Regions from separate parts of the Gossypium hirsutum genome. Here all the other regions are linked to region 2. A link is a contact called in public Hi-C data. All regions are on one chromosome and are shown on one strand. The core of a region is the stretch at or near the end of the contact, and the rest is flanking DNA. Distances in the headings are between cores, read along the strand shown.

What was found. A called contact is a pair of places that touch in the nucleus more often than the background predicts.
Region 1: a Hi-C map of leaf shows a contact between it and region 2, with 2.3 times the contacts expected there. The contact joins the promoter of LOC107888771 here to the promoter of LOC107888765 in region 2. A contact is called at or near these places in 8 of 34 Hi-C or Micro-C datasets (callus, hypocotyl and leaf).
Region 3: a Hi-C map of leaf shows a contact between it and region 2, with 3 times the contacts expected there. The contact joins the promoter of LOC107888768 here to the promoter of LOC107888765 in region 2. A contact is called at or near these places in 7 of 34 Hi-C or Micro-C datasets (hypocotyl, leaf and petal).

The regions. Positions count from the first base shown.
Region 1 is chrA09:45,793,417-45,798,087 of Gossypium_hirsutum_v2.1, reverse strand. It overlaps LOC107888771 (protein SAR DEFICIENT 1), which reads right to left and starts at 1,992. Exons shown (of 7, transcript XM_016812973.2): 1 at 1,676-1,992; 2 at 1,468-1,534; 3 at 800-1,352. The coding sequence starts at 1,764.
Region 2 is chrA09:45,330,714-45,335,155 of Gossypium_hirsutum_v2.1, reverse strand. LOC107888765 reads left to right here and starts at 1,813. Exons shown (of 11, transcript XM_016812965.2): 1 at 1,813-2,195; 2 at 2,281-2,342; 3 at 2,742-2,959; 4 at 3,172-3,400. The coding sequence starts at 2,796.
Region 3 is chrA09:45,656,621-45,661,351 of Gossypium_hirsutum_v2.1, reverse strand. It overlaps LOC107888768 (transcription factor MYB62), which reads right to left and starts at 3,375. Exons shown (of 2, transcript XM_016812968.2): 1 at 2,987-3,375; 2 at 2,115-2,907. The coding sequence starts at 3,146. The coding sequence ends at 2,222.

The DNA of each region.
Region 1 (4,671 bases), core at 743-3,242, 460 kb before region 2:
TTATTGTTAAAAACCGATCCATACATATTAACATGAAAGTGTACATGACATATCACATATAATTATTTAGTTATTCTGTCGATCATGCTAGTTTTAAACAATAAAAATAGAAAGAAAATTTTTAATCTTTAATCCAATTTACAAAATTAATTATCTCTTTTTTAAATTAAATATATATATAATTTAATTTGTAGGACGTTATTCCTTTTACCAAACTTAAAAAAGCAAAAGTAGTGCAGCCCTTTTTGACTGAAAATGATTTGTATGGCTCTAAATCACGAAAAGGAAATACCCTTATCCAAATGGATTAATACCAAAAAAGAAAAAAAAGTGAAATATTTTGCAATAATAAATAGCTTTATTATTATTATTTTATTCTATTAAATTGACAAAGCCGGCCAGATAAAGGCATAAGATCCCAAATCCTAAATAGATTTTTTAAACATGGGAAATATGAAATAATATTTATAATTAATTTTCTTTTTTATTCAATGATTAAAAAAAGGGTTGGTCTAGCAGTGTAGTTTGGTTAAGGCAAGGATGGGCTAGTTCAATATTTTAAAGCTATATTATATAACCAAATCTATTAAAGAAAGAGAATAAAAAGATTTTAAATCAACAAATTGATAATATATTATAGTTTATGTTGGTCAGATGCAAAGTACAAGAGCTAGTAACACAAGGAGGGAAATATAAAACGAAACATTTATATGGATTGGCTTGTTGATAAATAAAAATTAATCAAGATATTAAGCTACTTGACTTTTAAAAATTAGCATCATTAAGAATGGATACTTACATTCGCCACGATGGTCTTTAACAACAAAAGCTTCAGTCATGGCTTCACGAATGCGACCACCTTGGAAACTCCCTTGTGCAACTTTTGCCCCGATTCGGAATTTCCGACTCCGAATCCAGCTCGAGTTGTCGGTAAATTCGATATCCCCGATCGAAGCTACCCCGTCTCTCACTGTGACAGATAACTCTCCGGTGAGCAAGGGTCGTTTCCCAGTCCTCTCCCGCACGATGTTTCTGTCAAATTCTTCACTAGTAAAGTTGTCACGGTCCCCCGACGGAAAGTCGCCGTCCAGAACCACGATATCAACCTTAATTGGGTTCGGGAGAAGCACCGGCGCCCTTTGGTCACCCCTTGTATCCACCAAAGCGACTTGAAGTTGGTTGCTTTCTTCATCAATGATCTTGCTTCCGGTAAAGATGGGCAAGGTAAGGGCTTTGGGGAAAATCAGTTTAAGGGTTGATGGTTCGGGTTCCGCCGCTTGGATTCGTAGCGACGGAGATCGGGTGAAGGATCGGAGCCGGTCACCAATACTGCGCTCCACTTCCTCATTCACCTGAAAAATCCGTACCGGTAAGGGTAGTTTAGTTTTATGAGGAAATGTTTATGCATGAATGTGAAAATTTAGAGAGTAAAATGGATGGAGATATGGTTATTAAAAGAAACCATACCACTCTTCTAAGGACAGGTTCCAAGGCAGTATACAAGTAATTCACCATAACCGCTTGCCCAATCACTCTGTTAAAAAGCAAAAGGAAATTAGCTTTGATGAAACAAGAGGTGCTTGCATTAATGGCAAAAGCTTGAGCATAGAAAATAAACAACAAAAAGTAGTAATAAAAACAAATAGAGCATTTATTGAAGGTTTGAAAACATTACGAAGCAAAAGAAGGTTTAGGTCTCATCCGTTTCTCCTTTGGCTCATCTGTGTCGGAACAAGATTCATTAAGAAGCCGTTTGCCCGCCATTTTCAAAGATTCAAGGACCAAAACACACACACACACACAAAAAAAAACCTAACAGATCATAACTAAAGAAAAAGATAGGGATTTTGAGAATATAAATACATGTCAATAATAATAAAAAGAAGGTTCTTGGAATGTTGGTGGAAACAACTGAGTAACAGCCCCGGAGCAACCAAGGTATTTGTCTCATGTTATGACTTTTGGACATCTAACTCTGCTTTTAAGTCAACTATTTCTATTTATTATTACATTGATATATAAAAATGAGTTAAAACGACATCTCCAATCATATCTATGCCCTTAGATGTTGATCCAACGGTTAATACAAGTAGAACTTGGATTATGTTGATAAAAAGAAAAAAAACAAAGGTTTGTGACAAATGAATAGAGATATATAAAATAATATTATTTTGTTTAGACTACTTTTAAGAGGGAAAATAGTTTGGGAAAAGATCACCAAGTCCACAAATGCCTCATTTCTTAGAAGTGTCTGCTTTTGTGTAGGCCCTTGCCTTAGTCATCAAATCTTTTCTTTTCTCTTTTTTGATAATTCAACGGTTTTCTTTTTTTGCATTATTTTAGTTATTATATTTGTGTCATTCTTCAAGTAAAACTGTCCTGCTTGCAATTATATAATCATCCTTTTTTGCTTGGGATTACGGTACATTTCAACGTGACCGGCCGAGTTCTGGTTTTAAAAAATTTTCAACTACATGTTTATTGTTGGGTTGTATCAATCAACTAGATAGATTGCCTGACAAACTGAGGCATTATTAATGGATTCAAACCATTTAACTTAAAAATTTGGAAAAAAAAATTATGAAGATTTTCCTTAGCGTAAAAACTAATTTTCTTCTTTCATTAGATAACGCATTTTCAGAGAATATAATAAAAATTATAAAAGAAAAATCTATTTTCAACTACTGCCTAGTTATTGCGGTTATATCAAAATCATAAAATTTATGATTAGCAATTCAAGAGGGTTCAGTGTACACCTTCAAAGGAGCAAATCTCTTTTAAGATAAAACGATACAAACGACGTAGTTAATTGCAAAGGTTAATTAGAAAACATGTGTATACATTGTTCATCACATAGTCATGCATGATACAAAAATAGACAAATGGCTCACTCGCAGACGGACTTCTGGTGTAGTCCCCTTCTAGTGATCTTTTTCTAGAACAAAATGCTTGAGAAAGAAAAGTAATGAAGTAAGTTCATTTGAACTTAGTAAGTTCCAATAGCCACAAAACGAATACAAGAACACAGATAATCTACAAGCAACAGTACTCATGAGAATTACAGATAATTTCATAAGTCTTAGTCTTACAAACACAATACATCGATTCATCAGCCGCAATTTCTGACGGCAACACTTCACCATTTTAAACATAACACCCATAGTACCCAGGTGGATACATACCACCAACTTATACTCACCTCTCATAATCATGTTAGTTTACTTGTGACCTATCATTGTGCTAACCTCGGACCTACATTTTCAAAATCAAAATCTCATATCCATCGTTTTCATATTCGTATTCACCATAATGTCATTGTAAAATTGAACACGTGTTCTCTCGAAAGGTCGAGTCGTGATCTTCCAATTCGGTTTGCAATATAGCTGTAATGCCCTCCACCCGACCCAAGCCATCGAATCTGAGTAGTGCATGTTACTTCATAAGTCGGACACAACCTAGATTTTCCTACTCGCATAAGTACTAGACGATTGACGACTTAATAAAATTTTCTAAGTTTTCTTTCTAGCTAAATTACCTCATGTATTATTATCTTATAACTTTTTGTATAGTGTAATATTTATGTTTACAATCATGAATAAAATCTATTGTTCTCCTATCAGCCTACAATAACAGTTTATGCTATGCCAAGACTTTACTTTGCCCTAAGGCTTTTCTTACATTTATACATTATGGCTAATAATATTCATAAAGTTCTCTCAGCCTTTCCATAAGCGTAGATTGCACTTCTATCATAATATTTCCTTTAGTCTTCTCTATATGCATATCAGCACGTATCACCGTTTCCATGGTGTAGCCTTGGTATCATCTCTTATCTCCCTTCGTTCTAACAGATCCTACAATCAGAGGCATCCGTGATAAGTTCACAAGAACTTAGTGAGGCATCATCATACACACATTCATCAATATATACATATAATAAGCATACAACATCACGACATTCATTCATACATATCATAACAATATATCATATCACACTTAACAGAATCAGACAAGCACTCATCAAATTCAAAGCAGTACAAGTATTATGCTTTTACTTACATGATACTCTTTCATATTCAATAATCATTCTTACCTCAGTTGGCGTCATTCAACTTACTTACAGGCTTGTTCAAATAACTCACTCTTCCCTTCAGAGTCTGCCATCTTGGCGTTGCCATTACATCTTTGTCCCGAGATCAAACCACGGACTGCGCTATTAAGGCGTACACTTCACTTCAGATATCTGTCATTGTCTCTAGAAGTTGCAGACACACACTCGATCAACATATAGCCACAAGGGCACCATGCATCATCAGATAGCCATTAAGACACCCACCTGCATTCAAACAATCTTCGCCACAAGGGCACACATGTAACAGGAACAACTATTAAGACACCAACTTGCATTCAAACAATCTTCGCTAGACGGGCTCACATATCAGAGATTCAGCCATAAAGGCTCATATATCAGAGATTCAGCCATAAAGGCTCACATATCATAAGTTCTCACCACTAGGGCTCGCACATAATAGATTAGTCACCGAAGCTCACATATATTAAGTTACTTCACAAAGGTTTACATATCAGCTAACAACCACAAAAGCTTATAGAACAGTTACAAAGGCTTCCTTAGAATAGTCGCAAAGCCTTACACATATCAGTAACTTGGTG
Region 2 (4,442 bases), core at 564-3,063:
AATTATGGTTAAATTTGATCTGGGTCAGGTTACGTTTGTCTAAAAAATAAGAGAATTTAAGTAAAAAAATAGTTTCAAAAAATAAACTTGAATAAAAAAATGAGACCCATTTTCTAAACGAGTCAAGCCTTGATTAAAGTTTTTTTTTGTTTTTGTCTAAGACTGGCTTGAACCGAATTTGAAAAAAAACCTGTTGCTTTTTGCTATTATTTTTGCTACTGTTTTGATGTCGTTTAACTATTATATTGTCACTATTTTGTTGTTATTATTTGTATATTGTATAACTCTTATTTTATTGTTAATTTTGCTACTATTTTAAAGGTATTTGATTGCTAAGTTGCACCTATCTTAGTATTATTTAAATATAAATAATTTTTTAATTTATTTTTAATTAATTGGGAAATATTTATTTTAATGTTTTTAGTGTATTTGATGTATTCTATTTTTTAAATTTGTTTGTATATAAAAATAATATAAAAAAATTAATATGGGCGGATTGGGTCGGGCTCGAGTTTTAACTTTTTTATTTGAGTTGAGCTTAAGTAAAATTTTAAATCTATTTTTCAGGTTAAGCTCAAACCTAGAAAACGAGCCTAAAATTTTACTGAAACTCAGCCCAAGTCATGATAATTTCTAATTATGACCTATGGGAGAGAAGATAGGAGACAGGGAATTGAAAGGAGAAGAGAAGAATAAAGTTTTGAAAGAAAGATTTTTTTTATTTATATATTATTTTTAAAGGTTAATATACTAAACCCTTAAATTATTACAGTTAATTTAAACAAGTCATTATATTATTTTTATAATTAAATAAATTCCTAACTTATAAATTTTACTCTGTATTTCTTTTTAGTTTTAGGATCTTAATTTTTTATTGATATAAAAGAAATTCTATAAATTTTTAACATTGACATAAAATTTAAAAAAGTAATTAAATTTTTCAAAAGAGTGATTGTGTTATGTATATAAGCACTTTCAAAAAATTTTAAAATATTATTTTATTTTTATTTAATAAACTATTCTCGTCAAATTCATATTGACATAAAATGTAAATTGGTATAAAAATTCAATACTTTTTTACTTTAATATTAAAATCATGCGCTTTCATGGGTAAAAATTATAGATTTGAGGCTTATTTAACTACAAAAATAGCATAAAGGCCTGTTTAAACAAGATTAATAATTTAAAGGCTTTTTTAGTATATTAGCCTTTTTTATATGTTTAAAGCATTACTCTAAATTTATATTTTATTGTGTATATTTTGACATATAAATATTTTATTTTTTAGAAGTAACTTATTCGTATTTTATTTATTTTACTTTTTTATGTAATTATTTTTCCTATGTTTAATGTATCAATTCATCTAATACTTCATATGGTTTTCTTAATAATATTTTCTAAGAATATATTTCTAAAATTTACATAATATTGATTGATATATTAATAAATTTATTCCTTGATGTTTATACATTCTGTTAATTTTATCTTAATTTTAAAGATATCAACCTAAATTTTTAAATCATGATCAAATTGACTGAATGCCTAAATTTTATGTGCTAAATTTGTTATTACGCCAATCAAAATTATGTATAATTGATATAAAATATTAATCTCGTAATTAATTGTCAATCATTGTGATTTTTAAAATTAATAGGAATTAAATTATTTCAAATTTTTTTGAAAAGGACAATTTACTAAATTTTCAGAAATAGTGTGCCAAAGAAAAGAAAATGATTAATAGAGTAAGAAGCTGTTTTTGGGCTTTGAATGTTTGAAATAAAGTTGGACTCATGTTTTGAAAGCTCTCATTGATTTTAACTTAATGGACTGGAATTGGAGGTTGGATGAATGTATATCCGGACAGGAACAGAGTAGGGATCGACTGGAACATGTCCGCATCACCAGGATTGTGATCCTTGCTCCAAACTTCCACATCTCTGATCCTTTCCTCTCCTCTGACTTCACCATATCCTCCTGCCAATAATATACCCTGCCACGTTGTCCCACCAGCTCAATTTCATCTCTTCAGATCACCGCCCAACACCACAAAACCACCGTTTGAAGATCTTTAAACTTCCTTTACACTACTTCCTCAACCCCCTGTATTTTACACTCTCCCTCTCTTATTTTGAGACCCATCAACCAATAATGATTTTTCTTTATAACCAACTTCTTTTAGGACTCTTGTTTTTAAGGTAATGTTGTGAATCTTGCTATTTGTAGAAATGGGTCGAAGGCTAATCAAACTAGGTAATCTAAGATGAGGGTTCTTGAATGCAGGAATCAGCAAAGTGCACATGTTTGGGGTTGTACAAGGGTTTGACAGTTCAATTTTTCTTTAGGTAAATGCTTTCTCTTTCTTTTTCCCTTCTTTAAGTAAGTCAATGGAATTCGGTACGTTGGTTTTGGGGAAATAAAATCCAAAAATTTATAAATTTTTAGTATAGGGCTTAGATAAAGATGTGGAGATTGAGAGTTTTTTAAACTTATCCCTAGTTGGATTTCTAATGAAGATTTGGAGTTCTTAGCTAATATTTATAACTTGGGGAGTTTTCTTTCTGATTCCTTTTAAGATTTTAGTTTCCATTTAAAATTGCTGCTGATTGTTTACCACTTAGGATTTGCTAATGCTAGTTTGATGCATTGAAAGATTGCTAAACTTAAAAAGTTTTATTAATGAAATCATGACATCTGAACTTGCTTCCGCGTTTTAGGAATCTCACAGTGGAATTTATTTTCAGTGGGTATGCATTGAGGGGAACGGTAGAAATTGTGGTGACAAGCAAACTAGAAATATGCTTGAGGCTTTGATAAGAGAAGGATCATTCAAATGGTTACTTAGCAAGCGAAGCTCCTTTGCAGAGGAAGTTGAGGAGCTGCAGAGGTCTCCATCTGCTGGAAGGAATTGGATACCTGAGCTCTCTCCGGTTGCTAATATTGTTGTGCGCCGCTGCTCAAAGTAGGTTTCTTTTGCTGCTACTTTGCTATTGCTGCCTGCCTGTTATAACCACGAAAATTCATTTTGCAAGTTGCACCTTAAATTGAATGTTGTTTTGTTAAATTATGTTCATAAGCTTCTAATTCAGCCTAGATGCAAATAGGAACAATGTGCATTTCTGTTTGACTGAAATACATTGTCTCCTTGTGGATAACAAAAACAAAATGATGCAGAATCCTGGAAACTTCTTCAAATGAGCTTCTAGAAAGCTTTAATGCCGAGGCATCAGATTCTGTGAAGTCACAGCATGCAAGGAATTTTTTGGAATACTGTTGTTTCAGGGCTCTTGCTCTTTCTACACGAGTAATGGGTCATCTGGCTGATAAAAAGTTTCGACGCCTTACATTTGAAATGATGGTGGCCTGGGAAGCCCCAGCATCTGCCAGTGAATGTCTAGTTAATGTAAGCTTCATATTTTAAGTCTTCTTTATTTTTTTATTTGTTTTGAAAAGGGGTGGGGGGATTGGCATTTTGGATCATCTCGCAAACCTTCCGTCATGTCGTTGGGCACATGTTCGACACTTGGGGACTTTCACCCCACAATAGTGTCCTGCTTCATAGAGGGATCCTTATCTTTGTTGACATGACACAGCACAGATACGTGTGTGGAATATGAGTTGAAATCTACTCTTGAACATATGGACTTGGCTACATCAGACAAGTCTATTCACTTAAAAATGAGACGCTAGAAAAAAAAAGGATAGAGATAATGCAGGAGATTGAGATTGTTAGCCTAAGGGAGTGTTTTTTTACTGGAGGACCTGCATTTGTATGAACCTAATTCCATTAGATCCCAAAAAATCCTAACCATGAAGTAAACATAAAATTATGCCAAAAAGTTATTAATGAACAGAAATTGAGAATAGGTTTTACTTTTTCATTGTCTTTTGAGTAGATACGTGACCTTTATCTTTGGCTATGGGTTGCCACAAACCTAATTATTATTTAACAGTTTCATCTTTCAGCATTTAAAGTTCAAAGTTAGTCTGCATGGAAAAAGCTTATGCTAGTCTTTGGTTTTCCTAGAGCTAATGCTCCAAATTATCTCTTTCCAATTAATCTTAGCTTGGTCCAAATTCAATTTTAGTTAAAACAATGTTACAGTATCTTGTATTAATATATTTTTGTGACATTTTAAAATAACAGATCCCCGTATTATATCCTATTTCAGTCACTTTTTAGATGACTCCATATGTCCAAAAATTTCAGCAAATGATGACTCTGACCTTTACACTATGATTGGATTGAACTAAAACAAGGGAAAGGAAAGGAAAGTAACATCCTATCCCTTGTTTGGATAACTTCTTTTATTTAAGCAAGGGAAAGTAATGGTAGTTGAATATCCCTTACTTTCCCTGAATTACTTAGTTTTTATTTACCCCAATTTGAGGGAAAAGCTAAGGAACCAATTTGAGGGAAAAGCTAAGGAAAGGAAAGTGAGTTT
Region 3 (4,731 bases), core at 2,126-4,625, 320 kb before region 2:
TTTCAACATGAATAGTTTTCCAAAAATAAACGTTTCCAAAGCTTCCGCTAAAAAGATATGATTTTAGACATAACGGGGAACATGCGTTTTACTTCGAACTAAGATAAATGTTAATTTAACTGGAACGGTTTAAACTTGACAAACTCATTTTCGACTTCTATTCCATGTGAGATCGCCAGCTTCGGCCATAACGCTTAGGCTGGGTTTGGGGTGTTACAATATATATGATCTAAATTAGACTATATGAATGCTATCTGATAATCTGAGATTGAGATTCTGATTATACAAATGTTTATTGAAATTGAATGACTGTGTGTACATTTTAACATCTGTAATCTGCAACTGTAATGGGTGGAACATCATATAAAGACAGAAGTAATCTGTTCTAATTCGGTGGCTAGGCCACTACTCGTACATGAATTCAGTGTTATTCGCCTATTGATCTGGTATTAAGCTGCAAATATTTTGAAAAGTTTCGTGCCAACATTAAACGGTGTGTAGGGCTGGATGAGTATTCAATACCCTAAATGGTGTGTTGGGATAGTCAGAAATGGTATGTAGAGGATAAGGGTAGGAATAACTGCATCTGTTTTTGATCTGTTCTATTTCTGGACTGGAATTATTATGTTATAAAACTAATACAGTAAATCTATATTGAATGTCTTCTTGTTCTAATTGGAATATGAGATCCAATAACTATTCTTATAATTGTGCTTTAGTTAAGTTTATTACTATTATGCACTGGGTTCACAACTCATTTTGTGTTGACTGAATTTCAGGTGGGTCATGGACTTGATCGGGTCGGCATTGTAGAAGCTCGGTCAATCACCTTATCACCCTTTAATTATACTATTAGTAAATTCCAGTACACTCTTTAGTAATACAATGTTTTATGATGGTTGAATGATTGGTTAATTTCTATGATTGCTATAACGTGTTGAATGACTTCCTTTTTATTTGCGATTATAAATATGGGTTTCTAGTGTCGTCAATGTAACTCTTCGGACTTGGTCTTGACGTCGAGGTTGGGTTTGGGGTGTTACAAAAAAACTCGAGTTCCAACCCGACCTAATTTGATAATGTTAGTTTTTTAAATTGAGTTTTGGTTGGTGGATTGAGTCTAATTAGGGTTAATTCTTTTATATAGTTATTTTTAAAAGCGTATTAAAATAATATTGCGAAAAAAAGTATGATTTATTAAGTTTTAGTGTTTTTTATTGTTGTTAAAAATTGTGATTGAATGTTAAAATTTTTTTTGGACATGATAGTGAAATGTTAAAAATTTGTTCCGTTATATAATATTTAAATAATTTAATATAATGGTACATGAAGTATAAATTTTAAATACCTTTTAAATAATTAATATAAATTATTTGTAAAATTAATGATACATAAAATATTTTAGAAACTTAAATATAATAAATTATATTTAAATAATTTAATATAATGATATACAAATATAAATTGATCTATTTTTTATACATTTTAAATAATTAATATATATAATGATATTTTAGTCATTTTCACGTCCAAACGCAAAAAGTCAAAAGCAACTAAATTCTAACTTTTAGGTTTCAATGGAAAATAACTTTTTCACCATAATTTTGACACCAAAAGTTAAACCCAACGAAAAGGAGGGCCTTAGTCGAGTTGAGGTCAAGTTTATATCTAATAATAATAATAATAATAATAATAATAATAATAATAATAATAATTCAATTTATATTAATATTTGTTTAACATAATTATACCTAAAAATCAATTAATAGTATCATTAAAATTTATTATTCTATATTGATAAAAATATTTTAAAATTATAAATTATAGCATATAAGGACGAGTTAGTTGGAATTGAGTATAATTTTAATTTTTTTTTTGAATTGATTTTAGGTAAATTAATATATAATTTCAAATTGAGTGGAGTTTGGATTATGTTGGATATATGGATGCAGGCAAAAAACTACCTCGATCCAACCTGTTGCTATCTATATTTGTTAAGCATCTCTTCTGTAAGATAATGTATATCCAAAAATAATAATTTTTCAAGAAAAAAATAATAATCTCCTAAAATATTTAGAGAAAAAAATGAATTAGTTTATCTTCACAACTTAACAAACATTGAATTCCTCAGTTGCAGTAATAACATTTGGACAAAAACTCGAATGACAATAAAAAATCTGAACACAAATAAACCCAGAAAATCAACTATGAAGAAATAACATCAGAGGTTCCACTTCAATGGAAGTTCCCATAGTTCTCCCATGCTCCATATCCCATCTGCAAAACCATCATTAACCCAATTGTTGTCCGCCATGTGGCAGTCGGCAGTCATAAAATCCCCAACTGCTGATGTGGATGGCAGGTTGATGGTTTCCATGCCGTAGCAACTACTGTTATCAACATAATAGCAATCCTTTGCAACCGTGTTGTACTCATTGTTATCAGTGATGCCGAATGAACTTGTTTGGTACTCTGCAAATTCAGATATTTTCGACATGTTATTATTCATGGATTCTGAAGAAGAAACACATGAACTCGCACACTGCTCCGAGTCTGAATTTTGCTGCTCCAGCCCTGCTACTTGTTGAGGAAGTGTTGACGACCCTTTCATCATTTGAAGCAATCTTGGCATCCAAAAACATCTAATAACATTTCGAAATGCTGCACTATTAGCATCGATCTTAAGATGACGTGCCTGTTTTTGCACACGGGTTCTCCAGTAATTCTTGATCTCATTGTCGGTTCTCCCTGGTAGCTCTTGTGCAATCTTGGACCACCTGTTGCCCCATTTGCAATGGAGTTCAAGGATCAAAAACTGTTCTTCTGGTGTAAGGTTCCCACGCTTCACATCTGGTTTCAGATAATTCAACCATCTCAACCTGCAACTCTTCCCAGTTCTCCTTAACCCTAAACCCAACACAACAAATCTTATTAAACTAATCCTTGTTTTAACATAATAATGTTAGTTCATACTGGTTTAAGTTACCTGCATGTTTTGCAAGCAAATTCCAGTGACCTTCACCATGGCGAGCAACGTAATGAGTTAGGAGAGAGTCCTCCTCTAGCGTCCATGGCCCTCTTCTGAGTTGCTCTGTATCTTCTTCACTACAACTTGTACTAGAACTAACTTTTGTAAAGGATGACATGCTTTTGTTAGGCTAAAAACACAAACTGCAAGTGAATTTACCTACGCCACACCAAGGCCAAGATTTATATATACTAGTAGCTGGATTAAGTAAACTTTTTCTCTATAAAACAGACAATATATTGGATGCCCCTAGCTTGAAATTTTGGTCGTAAAGGCAAACCTAAGTCGATTAATCTATCTTGCCATAAAATTCTCTCTTTTACATTGATCAAAGGTAAATTATTTGTTCTCTTAAAAATGCAATCTATTTATACTCTTAAAAATTAGTTTCATTATGTCATTATAAGGTATATATGAATGCTATATGTTATTGTCTGATTATTTTATCAATTACACCAGTTTTAAAAAGTATAAATGAATGAAATTTTTAACACAAAAAAATTAATTTACTCTTTAATTTAATCTACATAAATTAATTTACCTATTTCTTAATAAAAAATATAATATAATCTATCTCTTAATACATAATAATTTTATCATCATCCCACCTATTAATCATATTCTCTTTAGCCATCATACATATATTATATATATATATGACAGAAAAAAGTGGAGAGATCCTATATCCACACGCAATTTGATGTTGAATGATTGGAAATTATTGAAGTGCTTAACGATTAATGTTTAAAATAATTTATTTGGCCACTAATGGAGAAGATAGAGGAGTGAAAGAAAAGAATAATTTACCTAATTGGATGAAAGTGTACTGTGGTGTAAATGGGATTTGATTCAGTCCCTGGTTTTCTTTCTTCGTTAGATGCTTCAAATATGGAAAGCATGAAACGTGATTGACTGAACAAAGTATTTAATTAATAGGACGGGTAGGCATAGAGAAAAACGTGGGTAAAAATGGGTGGTAGCCAAAACAGCCGGCATTTAGACTTAAAGCAATACAATGAATGCCGAAAGAAACAGTGACGTGATGCTACTCTCCTTTGTTTCTAAGTTGTCAAAAACAAACCAAAAGCTATGGTGTACTGAGTTTATGATGGCAACAATGCCAGTTCCTGTGTGGTTCTTGTCACTAAGAAAAAAAAGCCATCAATCTTCGACATTACGTTATAAGGCTATGGGGAATATGATGTACAAGAAAAGTCTGCTATTTCTTTTTTTTTTTTTTTTGGTCAGAGCAGCTGATTCTGACTGTAAATTTAGCCAACTTTGTCAACATACTTATGTGCCACTGTTCAAAAATCACGAATTTGTGGATCAAATTAACATCCTACGATATTTTCAGATTTTAAATATATAAATAATTTGTATTTCTTTTAAAAAGTTATTTTCGATTTAAGTTAAATTTAAACCAGATAACAAAATTAAAAAATCATCTTTAAAATTAAAAAAATATTTTTATCTATTTTACTATTTGAAATTAATTTTATTTGGTTGGTCTAAGATTACGTTATATTTAATTTACTATAATAAAGTAAAGTTGTAATAGAATGGTCTTATGTGAAGGTTGTAATAAAATGGAGTAGATATAATAATTATTTGGCTTGGTTGAATGGAATAAAGATGTAATAGCTAGAGGCGAATTGATTAGAGGGGCCTCCGAAATTTTGGAAAATTATGATTTTTTATTG